2 separate regions of the Mus musculus genome follow, and region 1 is linked to region 2. A link is a contact called in public Hi-C data. All regions are on one chromosome and are shown on one strand. The core of a region is the stretch at or near the end of the contact, and the rest is flanking DNA. Distances in the headings are between cores, read along the strand shown.

Evidence for each region. A called contact is a pair of places that touch in the nucleus more often than the background predicts.
Region 1: a contact with region 2 is called in a Hi-C map of uterus, with 5 times the contacts expected there. The contact joins two enhancer-like sites. A contact is called at or near these places in 16 of 484 Hi-C or Micro-C datasets (the HL-1 cell line, cerebellum, cerebral cortex and 9 more).

The regions. Positions count from the first base shown.
Region 1 is chr1:168,079,919-168,082,831 of GRCm38.p6, reverse strand. No RefSeq gene overlaps it. Among named protein-coding and RNA genes, the nearest start is that of Gm51671, 260 kb to the left of the region's middle. Within about 2 kb of position 1,286, at least 3 of the 459 cell types and tissues checked have an H3K27ac peak or open chromatin away from gene starts, as enhancers often do. A contact at or near this core is called in uterus, where this site is marked.
Region 2 is chr1:167,940,488-167,943,401 of GRCm38.p6, reverse strand. No RefSeq gene overlaps it. Among named protein-coding and RNA genes, the nearest start is that of Lmx1a, 250 kb to the right of the region's middle. Within about 2 kb of position 1,276, at least 21 of the 459 cell types and tissues checked have an H3K27ac peak or open chromatin away from gene starts, as enhancers often do. A contact at or near this core is called in uterus, where this site is marked.

The DNA.
Region 1 (2,913 bases), core at 37-2,536, 140 kb before region 2:
TTGTCTGTATCACTCTACTGTAGGAAGAGGATGTAGAGTCTGCCTTCTTCAGTTCACCCCTCCACTGTCTGAAGAGGTCACGCATCAAGATACTGGAGCTGAGCTGGGACCTAGGACTGCACTGAGAGCCCCAAATCTTGGAGTGGAGAAGAAGCAGCCAGTCAATAATTTCAGGAACCAGAGATAAAGCCTTATTACAGTGTACTGAGTGAGAGGGGCCGTTTTCAGAGGAGAAATGGGAGTTCTAAGCCAGTCAGATGGTTGTGCACTGTGGAGAAATGGAGACCGGGCTTCTAAGCTGCCCCCTTCCAGGGGGATTTCGGTTTCTTTGCGAGCTGATTCAGGAGCTTGGTTCTCGGTTGAAAGTGCTCTTAAAAACAGGGATTGGGGAAACAGAATATATGATAATCTGAAGAGGGGCTAGAGCAGGCTACACAATGCAGGTAAGAAGTGCAACTCAGAGAGCCTCAAGGGAGAACTCGTCTGCATCCACTATGAATGAAGAAACCAACGCCCCAGAGTCACACTGGATGCATAGTCCCACACAAATGAGGCTGTGTGCAGGCAGCAACTCTCGCTTCCCCTCCTGATACACCTCTCTGAGGTTTCTTCCATGGCCAGGTCTTCCAGCACAGCTTCCATTAGCCCCTCTGCCGACTATCAGCAGCCATTTAAACGCCTCTCTCAGAGCCGAGAGCTGAGGCTCTTGGGCACTTAGGAGAGCTTGAGAATAGCAGACTTTGTTGAGTAAGGCCCTCTCTGAATCCTGAGGTAGATCAATGTCTTCCTAAAGATGACACGACACCCCCACCTTGTCCTTCAGTTTACTTCCTCCAAATGGATAGGAGGACTCACATGGGGTTTTCAAGGACAGTCTAAGCCACAGCCTGAAGATTTTTGCAGGGTTCTTCTTTCCGCTTTCCATGTGCCCATTACCCAAGGGCCGTGAGGACTTTTCACCCAATAAGGCTCTATCCTGCTTAGATGCCTTCCTCAGCACTCCACTTCACCACAGACGGCCTTGCGGTCAACGTTTCTGGCTGAAACACTAAGATAAAAATGAAGACTGTTTCGAGCAGGCAGGAGAGAGAGAGAGAAGGCCCAGGCCTGGAAACAGCTCAGCATCTTGCCCTTGTTACTAATAATCCTCCCAAAATCACCAAATGGTTTCTAGGCATTAAAGTTATCGTTTGCCATAAACCCCTTGTCTGTTTTCTGGAGAGTTTAATATATTGCAGGAAGTTTCACCCATAAAAGGTGATGGCTGTGCTCCTGTGAGTGAGCCAGGCGTCGGTAACTTATGACCTTCATAAATGTGAGTGGGTCTCGCGAGCGAGTCCATCAGTCTTTGGAGTAATTCTGCCTCGTAGTAAAATATTTTACTGTGCTCGCTCCTGTCAGCGTTTGCCTCAGTGATGCGGAGACTTCTCTATGCCTCTTGTTTGCTGTTCTTGCTCCATTTTCAATTACCTCACTTTCAGGCTCCAGACCCCAAGAACAATCTAAGCAGAGGTCCAGTTCAGTCCATTGTACTTACAGGGTTTGAAAAGCAGCAGAACCAATGTCTCATTATCTATCACTGTGACCTGGGTGTTCTCCCCATTCTAGAGGGAGAGGGCACCTGCCAAGAAAGCCATCTCTTTACCCAAGGCAAGGCTTTCCTTATCAAACGGGACTGTGTCTGAGAGTAGTTCCCAGGCTATAGAACATTCTAGAAATGTCGACCACCTTTATTACCCTGATGTACTATTAGCATAGCAATGAATGCCCACCTTATAATCCCAGAGATATAAATTGAATTTATCAGAGTCGTTGGCTTAAAATTGGACCAGAAAAAAAGGACTAAATATTTAGGCGTTTTGGAGCAGTGAAGGAAAATCTCTGCCAGCAAGTTCAAGTCTTAGCTCCGCATCCAGCTATTCATATGGTACTGGCTAAATTATTCACTTTCTGTATCTCAGTTTCCAACGGAATACATGCTTCTATAATATTGCATCTCAATGTCACAGTAATATGCAAATTCAGTACGCTACACCCAGCAAAGTCTATAATGTATGCATAGGTCCAAGAGGCACATCGTGCCCCAGAAACAAGCACAGTTATTACTTGTCAACTAAAGATAAAATTTAAAGTGCTAAAAAAAAAAAATTAAACTGGCACCCCTCTTCACCTTCAAGAAGTGCTGGAAATGTTTCCATGGTAAGGAATAGTGTGATGGTGAAGCCTTGGAGTAAAGCAAAGTGAGAAATGAGAATTAATACAGGACTCTCAGAACGTAGAAAGAGCTGGGTCTCAGTAAAGCACATATCGACTGCTCAGGACTGTTACTGTTATCCTGAGAAAAGGCAGGCAGAGCTGGGAGCTGGGAGCTGGGAGCTGGGAGCTGGGAGCTGGGAGCTGGGAGCTGGGAGCTGGGAGCTGGGAGCTGGGAGCTGGGAGCTGGGAGCTGGGAGCTGGGAGCTGGGAGCTGGGAGCTGGGAGCTGGGAGCTGGGAGCTGCTCTGTGCCACATTTGTGTCAGACAAGCATGGCGAAGGTGAAGGCAGGGATTGTTTGTGTGTCCAGCAAACCACTACTTCTAGAAACTACCCGAGGTTCTGGGAGATTCCAGTTATGTTTTTCATTCAACAAATAAGTGTTGAATGTCTAGTATGTTTCAGGCATGGCTGTGAGATACTTCAGAGAACAAGGCAAAGATCTCTGTCCTTGAGGAGTTACAGCCTAGGGGAGAAAGTTGTCTGCTGGGATAATTAGTTCTTCTGATACAAAATGGAACCTAAGATAGGAGAGGCTCTGCTTCTGGCTTGATCTCTAGAACTGAGGCCGTGTGTCACTGAATAGACATGCTATAGACTCCCTCCTGTAGTTCTCTGTCTCATCATCTTTGTATTATAGGATGGGGCATGCCTTAAAG
Region 2 (2,914 bases), core at 27-2,526:
ATGCCCTTGGCAAGAGTATGTCCAGGAAAAACAAACTCGACCACTATGTCGTCATCCAGTTTCCCCTGACTGCCAAGTCAGCCATGTCAGACAAAGACAATGACACACTTTGTTCGTCATAGGTGCCAAGGCCAATAAGCCCCAGGCTGGGAAGAAATTCTATGTTGGAATAACCAGAATCAATCAGGCTGGCGGGGAGAAGAAGGCACAAGTCCGTCTGACTCCTGATTATGGTCCTCTAGCTATTGCCAACAAATCTGGGAGCACTTAAATGGAGTTCCAGCTCCACTGAAATCCAGTTAAATCCCGCGGATAATTCTTTACTTAAAAAAACAAAGGTTTATTTTAATTATGTGGTGTCCACCTGTTTACACAATTGATCACAGGCACTCACAGAGGCCAGAAGAGGGCACTAGATTCCTGGAGCTGGGGTCACAGGTGGTTGATAGCTGGGGATTGAACTTGGGTCCTCTGTATGAGCAGGATGCAATAGTAACCACTGAAGTTTCTTTCCAGCCCCAAAGATAGACTTGTAGTTAGAGGTGCTAGGGATTGAACCCAGGGCCCCATGCACTGAGCTACACTCCAAACAGCTATTGATCTTAACTACACATTATTCACCATGAAAACAAACAAAACAAGACATCAAAGGGAGTAACTGAGGAAGCTACTGGACATTAACCTCTGACCTACACACACACACACACACACACACACACACACGGAATACATATATACATGACCAAACACATATACACATACACAAAATAGTTTTGCTCTGATAAATAAATGAATAAAAGCATCAATGCAGTTTCTCTTGCTTGGCCCTTTCTCCATGTTAATATTAATGCTGTGTTTTACGCTGGGGAGAAGACAGTGCTGTTTGTCCCAGAGCCGGTAACGCTGGTATGGCAAACTTCAACACAGTGTGGAGTACAGCTTTAATTCTCATTCTTCAAAATTCTGCTCCTCAGATTTTTACCAAAGCTAAAGCAGTCATTTTCCCCGCGCAACTGGCCACGTCTGAAGGCTTGGCATTGAACCTTAGGGAAAACAGACTCAGGGGCCGGCTCTGACCGTGAATACAGGAGACTAGTGCCTTGCCAACACACAGGCCAAAAAAAAAAAGGAGAAAAATACAATCCCTTGTGAGGATGTGGGGGAGATGCACACCTTTTACAACAATTTGTATCACTTTTGATTTAATGTGAGAGAAATGGAATTCTCTAGTAGCCACCCCTGACGTATTTGCATGAGATTCTTGCGCCATCCAGTGGATTTCTTGTGAAATTGCATCAATCGCTTGAGCCTTAAATGTCTCTTAACCACCCTGTGTCAGTCACATTCTACTCCTTTTTGCTATTTGTATTCAACATATTGTATCTATTTGTGTAATTTTGAAATAGTCAACAAAAGTACTTATTACAAAAAAAATACAAAGGAAGTGATTTTTAAAACAAAATAAAAATTTAAATTAGTCAATTAGATAAAGCAAGGCAATCTGTATTTAAGTATGTGAATATCCAGATCTGAGTATCCTAGAACATAAAGTTCCTTGACTCTAATGACAGATAAGCTAGAAAAAGGACAGGCATTAATGCACCAGTTGGGATGGTACCATTCAGAGGTGCTGGCCGAGCCGATAGATACATCATAGTGAGAATGCCAGAAGTCAGAGTGCATTTAATCCTAACTGCCAAATGTCACAGCTTAGCAACTGCCTGAGCATTGTCAGTTGTTTTTCCTCACGATGCTGCTGATGCTCTGGCTGACTGGGAGCTGCGGCTGACTGACACTGTCCAACCTGGAGACGGGGTCATGATGCCTGTCACTAGCCAAGGAATTGATCAAAAATTTGAAATGTGAAGCATGCTTTCTGCTGAATTCACATCACTTTTACAATGCTGTAAAGTTCAGCCCTCATACACGAGACATCATAAGTCAAGGACCATCTGTCCTGGTATTGAAGGTACGGCTGGTTTTGCTGCTGTGGGGCACTTGTTGTTGTTGCTGCTGCTGCTGTTGCTGTTATTTTGTTGTTGTCGTCCTTGTTGTTGCTACTGTTGGTGTTGTTGTTGTTGTTGCTGCTGTTGGTGTTATTGTTGTTGCTGCTGCTGTTGGTGTTATTGTTGTTGCTGCTGCTGCTGTTGTTATTTTTGTTGATGTTGCTATTGTTGCTGTTGTTGTTTTTGCTGCTGCTACTGTAGCTGTTGTCTTTATTGTTATGATTAAACATTGGCCAGGCTGCTCAGTGGGTAAAGATGCATGCAGCACAAACCTGCCAATCCTAGTTTGTGCCCTATATTCCATGTAAATAAAGATGGAAAGAGAAAACCAAACTGACCTCACGAAGTCGTCTTCTGACCTCTGCGTGTTCAACACACAATAATAATGATGATGACGACGGTGATGGCCATGATGTTTTAAAAATGAAACAGTAAAAAATATCCGGTAAAGCAAAGAATTGTTTCTAGGTTCGTTGAACACTGACCTTTCGCAAAAAAAGGCATTCATGAACAAAGTTGGTGGGGACAGAACGGGGTCTCCTGAACTGCTCACTGCATCTTAGGATATCTACCAGCCTAGCCACACGAAGCCTAGCCACAGAAGCTAACAGGAAACAAAACATCACAAGTTCCTGAAGATCCCAGAGGACAGAACCTGGCAGATTCCCCGGTGACCTGGACCCTCCTGGGAGCATAAGAGTCTCTTAACCAGATGTTCTCTGTGACCTGAAGCTGTGCTATCTTCGTGTCCTTCTGTGTGGACAATGTGTTATTTTCCTTGGGATACATGAACAAATATGTATTCACTCCACATAGTCCACCAATGCCAGACCAAAGAAATCATTTCATCCAAGTCCAATTTGGTAATAATAATAACTTTATTAGAGTTACCTACAGGATCATGAGAA